Regions from separate parts of the Mus musculus genome. Here regions 1 and 3 are each linked to region 2. A link is a contact called in public HiChIP or PLAC-seq data. All regions are on one chromosome and are shown on one strand. The core of a region is the stretch at or near the end of the contact, and the rest is flanking DNA. Distances in the headings are between cores, read along the strand shown.

Region 1 (3,441 bases), core at 45-2,544, 790 kb before region 2:
TTCTCCAAAGGTACATCCAAGATGCCGTCAGAAGTAGGCAGCACAGGTGAAATAATTTACTTTCATATGCCTCCTGAGATCAATGGAGACATGGATGTGGCCTCCCCCACCTGCATTTGAAGTAGATGCTGGTCACAACCAAGCTGTCTACTGCAGGATTGCCTGGCCCCTTGGCTGGGCATCTCTTATTTCCTGCTCCTGTTTTACCAGGTGTTGAGGGAAGGTCTAGTCAGCAGGGCACACCAGGAAATGAGTATTTTCAGACTATGATGTCAGTTGTAAAAAAATAACTTGGGATCATGTTCAGTACAGAGATTCAGGTCATGTCTGCTATGTTCAGTTACAGTGAAATTCTAGGAAGAAAGTATGACATCTTTCACTATTGTTTGGTCTTAAGGAAGCTAGACATTACAAAGAAAAGAAAAAGTCTGGGAGATGTCTCAGTTACTAATGCCTGCTGTGCACAAGGACCTGAATTCAGAGCCCCATAACTGATATTAAAAGCCTGGTGTGTTGGCATGCCCCTACACCTCCACTTTGAGGGAGGTAGAGATGGGAGGGACTTGAGCCATGCTTTCTCAGTAAACTGTTGTGCTCTAGCCCATGAGAGACCTGATCCCAAAGAAGCTGGATGGTGTCACCAAGGGTAATGTCTGCAGTTGTCCTTTGACCACTCCCACATGCATCATGCAGGCACACACAATGAGTGCGTGTGTGTACATGACACGCAAACACATCACACTCACACATACACAAAGATGGGAGGAAAAAGGGAAAGGCTTAAGGTAAATTGTAAATTTACCAAAAACATAAAGACATAAAGAAAAGCCAACTCCTGAAAAGACACATTTCTTACAAGTCACCTTAGCAAGCAAAAACAGTTGGTTTAAGTCTCCCCAAACAGGGCAGGCTGAGTGGCGGATGCTATGAGTGCCTCTCACCGGGATTACAACCTCACAGATTCTCAGTTCTCAGTTCCTCTATGGGCCTGCTCTCTCCAGGCTCTGCCACACTCTCCTCCAAGGCTGATCCTGAGTCCCAGCAGTGTTCTGCTGCCTTCCAGAGAATGGTGTCCCCAGGAGAGAGGTGCAGAGCGGGGACAGATGGGCTCTAAAAGGAAGGAATTACCTGACCAAGTCACAATTATTACAGGTCTCTGGGTTCATTGTCAGTCGGAGTGGCAGTTGAAGGCACAGCAGCTGGGACAGATGGCTTATCTCCAGCTAGTGTACTAATGGGATCTCAGCCAACTCAAATCTTTTCTTCCCTCTGGAAAGAAATAGAAAAAGAAAAGACTCAAACAGTTGTCAATTAGTCAGCGTTAAAGGGGAGGAAGCATCATTTCTACAAAGGGTTCATTTGTCTGCTTGCTTCTAATCCCCACTTTCAGTTTTTTTTTTTTAAAGCAAAGATTTTGTTTATTTATTGTAACTCCAAACATGTTTCGGGTGAAATGTTCAACCTAGAAAACACCCCATGCCAAATCTTTGTTCCACGTGCGCTTACAACACAACCTTCTCACAACTAGACCATTTTAATCAAGTGGTTAGCATTTTAATTAGCCAAGACTTCTCCCCCTGTCACTACTCCAAGCTGTGATTTGCAGTGCATTCTCCTGTTACACAGTTCGTTGTAACAAAACAAGAAAGGGTTGTTGGTATTTCTATGTCAGAACATTCCTCAAATAAAGTGCACTCACGGACCCGGCTTAAGAACACCAGGAAGACGAACCATCTCAAACATTCATGTCTTCAGGTGCCATGCTGTGCCCAGAGGGCAACCTTCACTGGATGATGAGAATTCAAGCCCACAGTAGGGACAGACAGCAGCACTGGCTCAAGAGCTGTGTACACACACTTGTACAATGGCCACTATGATCGCTAAACAGGAAGTGTAGCTCTGTAGTGCTTGACAACTGACAAGTGATGCTGGATTTACAGAGATTTAAATTGTACTTACATTTCAACTCCATCTCAGTTACTTTTTTTAAAATTAGGTATTTTCCTCATTTACATTTCCAATGCTATCCCAAAAGTCCCTCAGACCGTCCCCCCTACTCCCCTACCCACCCACTCCCACTTTTTGGCCCTGGCGTTCCCCTGTACTGGGGCATATAAAGTTTGCAAGTCCAATGGGCCTCTCTTTGCAGTGATGGCCGACTAGGCCATCTTTTGATACATATGCAGCTAGAGTCAAGAGCTCCGGGGTACTGGTTAGTTCATAATGTTGTTCCACCTATAGGGTTGCAGATCCCTTTAGCTCCTTGGGTATTTTCTCTAACTCCTCCATTGGGGGCCCTGTGATCCATCCAATAGCTGACTGTGAGCATCCACTTATGTGTTTGCTAGGCCCCGGCGTAGTCTCACTAGAAACAGCTATATCAGGGTCCTATCAGCAAAATCTTGCTAGTGTATGCAATGGTGTCAGTGTTTGGAGGCTGATTATGGGATGGATCCCTGGATATGGCAGTCTCTAGATGGTAAATCCTTTTGTCTCAGCTCCAAACTTTGTCTCTGTAACTCCTTCCATGGGTGTCCATCTCAGTTACTTAAAAGCAGTAATATCTGAAGGGTTCATTCGTTAAGTTTCAGGTTTTATCCTTTTAAAAATCATAAATGTCAGTGTCTCTGGCTGGTGAGAGTGTGTGTCCTGAGCTCAATGTGAAAACAGTGGTGTGACTGTATCACAGGAGCAGGTAGGATGTTTCTCTGTCCCCACCCATCTGAACTCCTTCTGAGATACATCCCCTATCTACACGAAGGCACACCTTCCTAGTAATGGCAAACTAATGAATACAGGTCCCGTTCCTTTTCTGTCTCCTTCACTTGGATTTTGAATAAAATGGTGACATTCCTTTGCATCCACCTTTTCAATGGATCCACGTGCTTCCTCCCTCATCACGGTCATTTCAGTGTTTGGACATTGCACTGTGATTACATTCGGACAGCACAATAGTCAAGCACCTACCTGGGTTTCACGTATCACAGTCTCTACCCCCATATATTTGCTTTTGTTTAAGGGTGTCAGTCTCCTGCTGAAAGGACTAGAATGACTATCCACAGGTCTGCGGAACTCTCAGGAAGATGGCCTTTGCTCTTTTCCCCCAGGACTCCTTCACTCCATTTTCCTGGGGATCATCCACCAGAAGTCACATCTCTTTGCACATGCTGTGTTCTGCTTGCAAAATTCTTTGTTCACTCAGAACCATTCCCCTGTGTCAGCAGCATTAACTTGCATCGTCTCATGCAAATGTCTTTTACCCATGTGCCAAAACAGAAAAATCACGTGACAGCTACACTTTCCAAGACTATTTTAAAATTTTCTCCTGTGCAAGACTTAACTTAGGGAAATACCCTCCCTTAATGAGTGCAGGAGCTTTGCCCTTCTGCTCTTCTGGTGCTCGCATCTGCCCCCTTTGCCTCTTTCTTGCTCACAGAGTCC
Region 2 (3,288 bases), core at 100-2,599:
TATATATTGTTGCACAACATTGTTTAGTGTGTTAAATTGCCAAAGAATAAAGTTAAAATGTAAAACTCAAAGGACCTGGGCCTTTGGGAGATGGCTTGAGTAGGCAGGAACACTTGGTCTGCAAGCACGAAGACCTGAGTAGAAATCCCAACACCCAAGAAAACACTAGGCTTTGCTAAGTGCACCAGTAAAGCCAGCATTGTAGGATCCCAAGGATCCAAAAGAAGAGCTGTCAAGACAGCCTGAGCTTCTGATTCAGTGGGAGGCCCTGCCTTAATAAAAGGTGATAGCTATACAGAGAGACCCTGTCAGAAAGAAAGAAAGAAAGAAAGAAAGAAAGAAAGAAAGAAAGAAAGAAAGAAAGAAAGAAAGAAAGAAAGAAAGAAAGAAAGAAAGAAAGAGAGAGAGAGAGAGAGAGAGAGAAAGAGGGAGGGAGGGAGGGAGGGAGGGAGGGAGGGAGGGAGGGAGGGAGGGAGGGAGGGAGGGAGGGAGGGAAGAAAAGGAAAAGGTGAGAGAGGAAAACAGCCAACTGGTCTGGCATCCATATGTGCCTGCACACACATTCGCACATCCACATGCATGCAACACACACACAAACACACAGAATAGAGCTGAAGTGGCTAAACTCTCAAGCTCCTTCCAGCCTTTAGATTGTCCCTTTCTAGGTCCCAAGGCACTGCATGAAAGCCACAAAGAACAAGCACAAGCCTAGGCAGTCAGAGCAAGGCTCAGCCCAACCCATCTTTAAGACCCTTCATGCTACCTTAAGGTGCCCAAAGCACAAAGGGAAGAGCCGAGGGGAAAACGCGTATCCTGGGCCATTTGATCAGCTCAGACTTCAGTTGAAAGCTCTGAGGCATTAAGGAATTTCGATTGTGACTTAGAATTCCCCAGCAACTCTCCAAGAAGGATGGGGAAACTGTCTGGGTGTCCACATGGCATCTGGAAACCCCAGAAGTAACCAGCAGTTTGGGCGGCATTTACTATCAGGGTTTTCACTGCCGCTTCCAGGAGCCTCCCACAGCACCGACCACAGGTAGGGATCCTCCCCAGTGCCTACCGTCGCTTCCTATTACAGAGGTGTCTGAAACCGCGCTCTCCTGTGGACCAGCGTCCAACAGAATGTTCAGTTTCTAAGGCAGAGTGAAAATAAATCTGTTGGTGACAGTGAATGAAAATTTCTCTAGGCGAGATAAAAAAAAAAAAAGGAAATAATAAAAAAGAAAGAAAACACAAAAGCTCTGCATGTAGATTGCAGAAAGGAGAAAAATATTCTGAATTGTGAGACTTCTGGGTTTTCCCCTTCCCAGGAGGAAATGGGCTACTTAGGAGAAAGCTCCTCAGAATGGCAGCACCTGGACCACTTTCCAGCCGCTTTTGTCCTCACTAGGAAGGGGGCGGGGAGAAGATGCGTTCGTGGGGAAACATTGCCATCCAGTGGTCAACTTGTGCATTGCCCGATAAAAACAGGAAAGAAAAAAAAACGCTTGGTGACATTTTGTCAGTCAACTGATAAGTGCTGAGAATACTTGTCAGATGTCAGGCTGAGAATACTTGTCAGATGTCAGGCCAGATCATTGATACCACCCTTCAAACCTATAGGAATTCACACACACACACACACACACACACACACACACACACACACACACACACACACACACGGCACTCTAAAGGCTCCAAGGAGCGAACCAGCTGTGTGAATAAAAGAAGCAGAACTCAGAGCTGCTCTAGGACCCATTTGCCTGGCCATGTCCCAGAGACAACTGCTCCCAGTCACCCTGAAGGGTTGGTGCATGGTGATTCAGATGAGGCGGCTGCAAACAGCAGTTTCCACAGTACCCAGAAATGGGTTTTCCCAATTTCTGTTTGTGCCATGTAGCCTCCCACCGTCGTGAAGAATAAATATGCTTCCCTAGTTCCTTTATAGATAGACTTTGGGACAGAAGTCCAAATAGAGGGATGGATAGACTCACTGTTCCTCTTGGGTGATGACCTCAAGTCCTCAGCCAAGTCAATGGCCTTACGGAGGACGGGAGACCTACCTAGCTTATCTTTTCTTCCAGCTCGGCATGAGGGCTGAATGAGACATTGACTTTACTCTTTTTCACTTGGAGTAACTGACCTCTCAGACCAGCCTCCAGGTTTGGATTTCTCATCTCTTGTAAGTGATGGGTTTTTGCCTCCCTCCCCCAGCCCACTCTCCGCAGTTAGGACGGTACAGTTCCCCTTGATGATCTGGATGTAAATTCCCCCATCTACACCTACAAGGTATCATATGGTCAGAAGTCAATCTTTAAGATCATATCAACCACCAGACCCCCCAGAACTCCCAGGGACTAAGCCATCAACAAAGGAGTACACATGGCTCCAGCTGCATATGTAGCAGAGGATGGCCTTGTCATGCATCAATGGGAGGAGAGGTCTTGGTCCTATGAAGGCTCGATAGATGTCCCGTGTAGGACAATCAAGGGTGAGGAGCTCGGAATGGGTGGGTGGGTGGGTGGATGGAGTAACACCCTCATAGAAGCAGGGAGAGGGAGGATGTGATAGAAGGTTTCCAAGAAGGAGAGAAACCAGGAAAGGGGATAACATTTGAAATGTAAATAAAGAAAATATCCAATTTTTAAAAAAGGATCATTTGTTCTCGTGTAATTAGCCAGCAGCTTAATTTACAGTTTCTAAATTTTGGGGCATGACCTCATGTGGGGTCACATGGCTGAACTAACATGTTAATAAGAGGTTTGTGAACACAATGCCTAAAATTTAATTGAAAACCACATTCAGAATCCAAGGTGTGGATGGTGGAGTTTCCCAGACAGCATCGTGAGACTTCACTTTTCCCTGCATGTGTGGTCCCAGCAGGCAATATTCATAAATACTGAGCAGGTGGGTGTGAGACAGGGTCGCACTATTTCAACCAGGCTATCCTCCTGCCTCTGCCTCCCTAGTAGAGGGATTAAAGACCTGTGCCATCACACCTGGCTCCGATTCAAGGCTGTATTGGTAATAGAGATTTTAATTGAACTGCCATGTGTTTAACTGGACATACAAGGTTTCTTCTGCTTGTCGATACACAGTGCTTCCATTACGGAAAACAAAGATTGGTAACACCCCTACCATTCTTTAGCATGCATCGAGTGACTGTATCTTCAGGTTGCATTACATTAGAGAATTTTACCTGAAAAATTGCTAATCTGGGTTGCTGACTGTAGCTGTGAATTAGTTAAACTGCTTCTGCTCCCGGTGGGTCAGGCATGCACTACACCCATCCAAGAGCTCTCTGGA
Region 3 (3,138 bases), core at 287-2,786, 860 kb before region 2:
GAAGGAGTGTGGGGTCCCCAGTGGAGAGTAAGAGAAAGGACTGAAGGAACTGAAGGGGTTTGCAACCCCATAGGAAGAACAACAATTATCAACTAACTAGATCTCCCAGACCTCCCGGGGACTAAGCCACCAACCAAGGAGTACACATGGCTCCAGCTGCATATGTAGCAGAGGATAGCCTTGTCATGCATCAATGGGAGGAGAGGTCCTTAGTCCTATGAAGGCTTGATAGATGTCCTAGTGTAGGAGAATTGAGAGCAGGGAGTCGGGAGTGGGTGGGTGGAGAAATACCCTCATAGAAGCAGGTGGAGGAGGGATGGGATAAGGAGTTTCTGGGAAGGGGGAAAACCCAGAAATGGGATAACATTTGAAATGTAAATAAAGAAAATATCCAATAAAAACTATTTTGTAGTCAAAATCAAAGTGTTTACTTGATTTTTCTATTTATTTGTTTGTTGGTGCATGTGCCACATGTGTGCATCATAGAAGAGTCCAAAAGAAGGGGTGTCAGATTCCCCCTGGAACTGGAGTTACAGGCAGTTGTCAGCCTTCCAACATAGGTCTTACACCTGAACTTGAGTCCTCTGGAAGAGCAGTACTAATTTTAACAGCTCACCCATCATTCTACCTTTCTGTTTACTTAATTTTTCATTTGTGGCTTTTACTTGCTTAGTAGAATTGAATTTGCTGAGAGCACCAATCAGCAGCTATACTAAGAAGAGACCGTGTCAAGCCATATCCTACTAACCTTGACAGCAGCCATCCAATGTCACCTACATGACCCCCTCCAGCTCTCCAGCGATGTTGCTCCAGCTGGCTGGATAGCCAAGCTGTTCGGCTTCTTGATCCTCTAGGAGGGTGAAGCACAACCATTGTCAAAGCCAGGGAAAGTTTACAAGCTTCCTCAGCCCTGGCAAGTGCAGCTGGGGCAGTTAGAACACAATCCAGCCAATTGTGCTTTCTCCAACAATAACCTTCCTCATGAATAGGGCGGCCATATGGTGCCATTTCCCGGACGCAGTTCTGGTTTATTCCTAGTGACCCTGCGTAACTGCTGAGAGCATTTCTTTTCACTCCCAGACTATGCTGAGCTGGATAATAAACATTACGATCAACCTGCTCATAAACATTATTGTGTGCTGTAATTAATTTATATCAGCATCGTAAGTCAAGATACAAGATAAGTGCCATTTAAGTAACTACCAGTAGGTTCAATGTGAGAGCTATGCTAACTCCATTTATGTTATTAATTATCACTGCCTAAATTAATTAAATATTCCTTATCTGAGCTACCCAGAAACAGACTTCTGCTTTGCAATAAGCCTTCAAAGCCCTTTCTTCCAAGTCCCTCTAGGGACGCATGGCCTCTGGGTCACACTGGTGCAGGTGATGGCTTCAAGGCGTGTCCCTGAAGCCTTGAGATAGAGGGTGATGTGTTTTCTTGCCCAGCTGCCCTCAGCCATAGCCAGAGAGCCACTCCCCTCAGGGTTCTTTGCAGTTAGGTCACTAGCTGAATCCTGTTGTTTTGTTTTCTGAAGTCATGGAATAGACAGGCTCTGAGCAAGGGTTCAGGGAAAGTGAGAATGGAAAAAGCAGGCCCTTGCTACAGCTGTGTGGTCAAGAGGCTGTAAGAATGTTTGCTGAACTGTGTAGCCCAGCTCCATTATAGCATGAATGTAACTCAGTGTATGGCCAGGTTCTGGTAGGACAGAGCACCCTAATGTGACAGCTGAGAACATGTACTAGTCGATGTTAACTGCCAATGTGACTTTCTTAAGAAAAGTAGTAAGGAGGAGGGAGGGAAGGAAGGGAAGAGAGAAGAGAGGCCACCCCAAACCATGTTTAATTTGCTAATACCGACCAATTACATTTCATTATCAAACTAGGACATATTTTGAGTTAACAATACATTTTTATTACTTTTAGTCCCTACTAAACTGTGCATTTCGGTGATTAATTCTCTAAAGTTAAGTTGGGACTCCTTGATATTGTGTCATGCATTTAACGTAGAGAACAAAGTCTGAAATGGCTCCCACAGAGATCCTTCTGTGAGTCAGAGAGATGACACTGAGGGTCTGAAGGTCACTGGGAGTTACTGAGGGGCACAATTAGGAACATCCAATAGCAACAATACCCAATGCACAAATGACTGTAAACAGAAGTGAGAAGAATCTGCCCTGATCAGATGACCCTATAACCTCAGAAAAGTTATTGCAAGATCAGCTTAAGAAATGACATGGTACTGATGGTGGGTAGGGGGTACCACAAAAGGAAAAAATTAACATGCACAAAACTAGAAACAGAACAGTGGTTGCAGTGTCCAGTCCAGTGAAGCTGTCTGCTCAGAGGGTTTAGTAACAAATTCTCTACAATTGGGAAATCTATTCTTCCTTCAGGAGACAGCCGCACAGGGGAAGGAAAAACAAAACAAAACAAAATAAAACAAAACAAAACACCCCTCCCCCCATACACACACATACACACACACACACACAAAAAAAACCCCACCAACTGGCAAATTTAGTCAGGGCTTATACAGATACTTTTGTTTGTTTCTTTGTTTTTGTTTTTGTTTTTTCGAGATAGGGTTTCTCTGTATAGCCCTGGCTGTCCTGGAACTCACTTTGTAGACCAGGTTGGCCTCGAACTCAGAAATCTGCCTGCCTCTGCCTCCCTTATTGAAAGCAAGAGATGAAACTTTCTTTCATATATGTGAAGTATTATGTTGTTGTTTTGAAATTATATTACCCATAGTGTGTGTGTGTGTGTGTGTGTGTGTGTGTGTGTTTCAGATGTGTCCTTCTCATGGGGTCAGATGGCATCACCCAGTACCTATGGGCAGGCCTGTTGTCCCCTGGTCTGATTCAGACCAAGGGTCTCACTGTTGGAGTGTGGTGGAGCTGGTCAGGCACACTCCATCTATGCTGGATGTCTGGATCAGGAGTCAACTATCTATTCTGTTGGTAAGAACTTCTAGTGTTCCATATTTGTAACTAAATCTCCTTATTGTGAGAAGCTACTGTCCATTTATTTGCATTTCAGTATAGTTGCTTTCTTCAGAGCATGGGTTTAACAGTTGCTATAGTGGTTAGGGTTAGGGTTTGAGGGGTTAGGGTCAGAGTCAGGATTGGAATTGGG

Evidence for each region. HiChIP or PLAC-seq counts read pairs in DNA pulled down with a chosen protein or histone mark.
Region 1: an H3K4me3 HiChIP or PLAC-seq map of embryonic basal ganglia shows a contact between it and region 2, with 5 times the contacts expected there. The contact joins two enhancer-like sites. A contact is called at or near these places in 3 of 39 promoter capture datasets (cranial neural crest, maxillary cranial neural crest and second pharyngeal arch cranial neural crest) and 7 of 115 datasets of contacts at active chromatin or transcription factors (differentiating embryonic stem cells, embryonic basal ganglia, embryonic forebrain and 4 more).
Region 3: an H3K4me3 HiChIP or PLAC-seq map of embryonic forebrain shows a contact between it and region 2, with 7 times the contacts expected there. The contact joins two enhancer-like sites. A contact is called at or near these places in 1 of 484 Hi-C or Micro-C datasets (urothelial organoids), 7 of 115 datasets of contacts at active chromatin or transcription factors (differentiating embryonic stem cells, embryonic basal ganglia, embryonic forebrain and 4 more) and 1 of 9 other capture datasets (embryonic tail).

Annotation. Positions count from the first base shown.
Region 1 is chr12:27,645,572-27,649,012 of GRCm38.p6, forward strand. No RefSeq gene overlaps it. Among named protein-coding and RNA genes, the nearest start is that of Gm4166, 49 kb to the left of the region's middle. Within about 2 kb of position 1,295, at least 24 of the 459 cell types and tissues checked have an H3K27ac peak or open chromatin away from gene starts, as enhancers often do. A contact at or near this core is called in embryonic basal ganglia and embryonic forebrain, where this site is marked.
Region 2 is chr12:28,431,217-28,434,504 of GRCm38.p6, forward strand. No RefSeq gene overlaps it. Among named protein-coding and RNA genes, the nearest start is that of Gm25564, 83 kb to the left of the region's middle. Within about 2 kb of position 1,350, at least 68 of the 459 cell types and tissues checked have an H3K27ac peak or open chromatin away from gene starts, as enhancers often do. A contact at or near this core is called in embryonic basal ganglia, embryonic forebrain and embryonic limb bud, where this site is marked.
Region 3 is chr12:27,574,870-27,578,007 of GRCm38.p6, forward strand. No RefSeq gene overlaps it. Among named protein-coding and RNA genes, the nearest start is that of Gm4166, 22 kb to the right of the region's middle. Within about 2 kb of position 1,537, at least 39 of the 459 cell types and tissues checked have an H3K27ac peak or open chromatin away from gene starts, as enhancers often do. A contact at or near this core is called in embryonic basal ganglia, embryonic forebrain and embryonic limb bud, where this site is marked.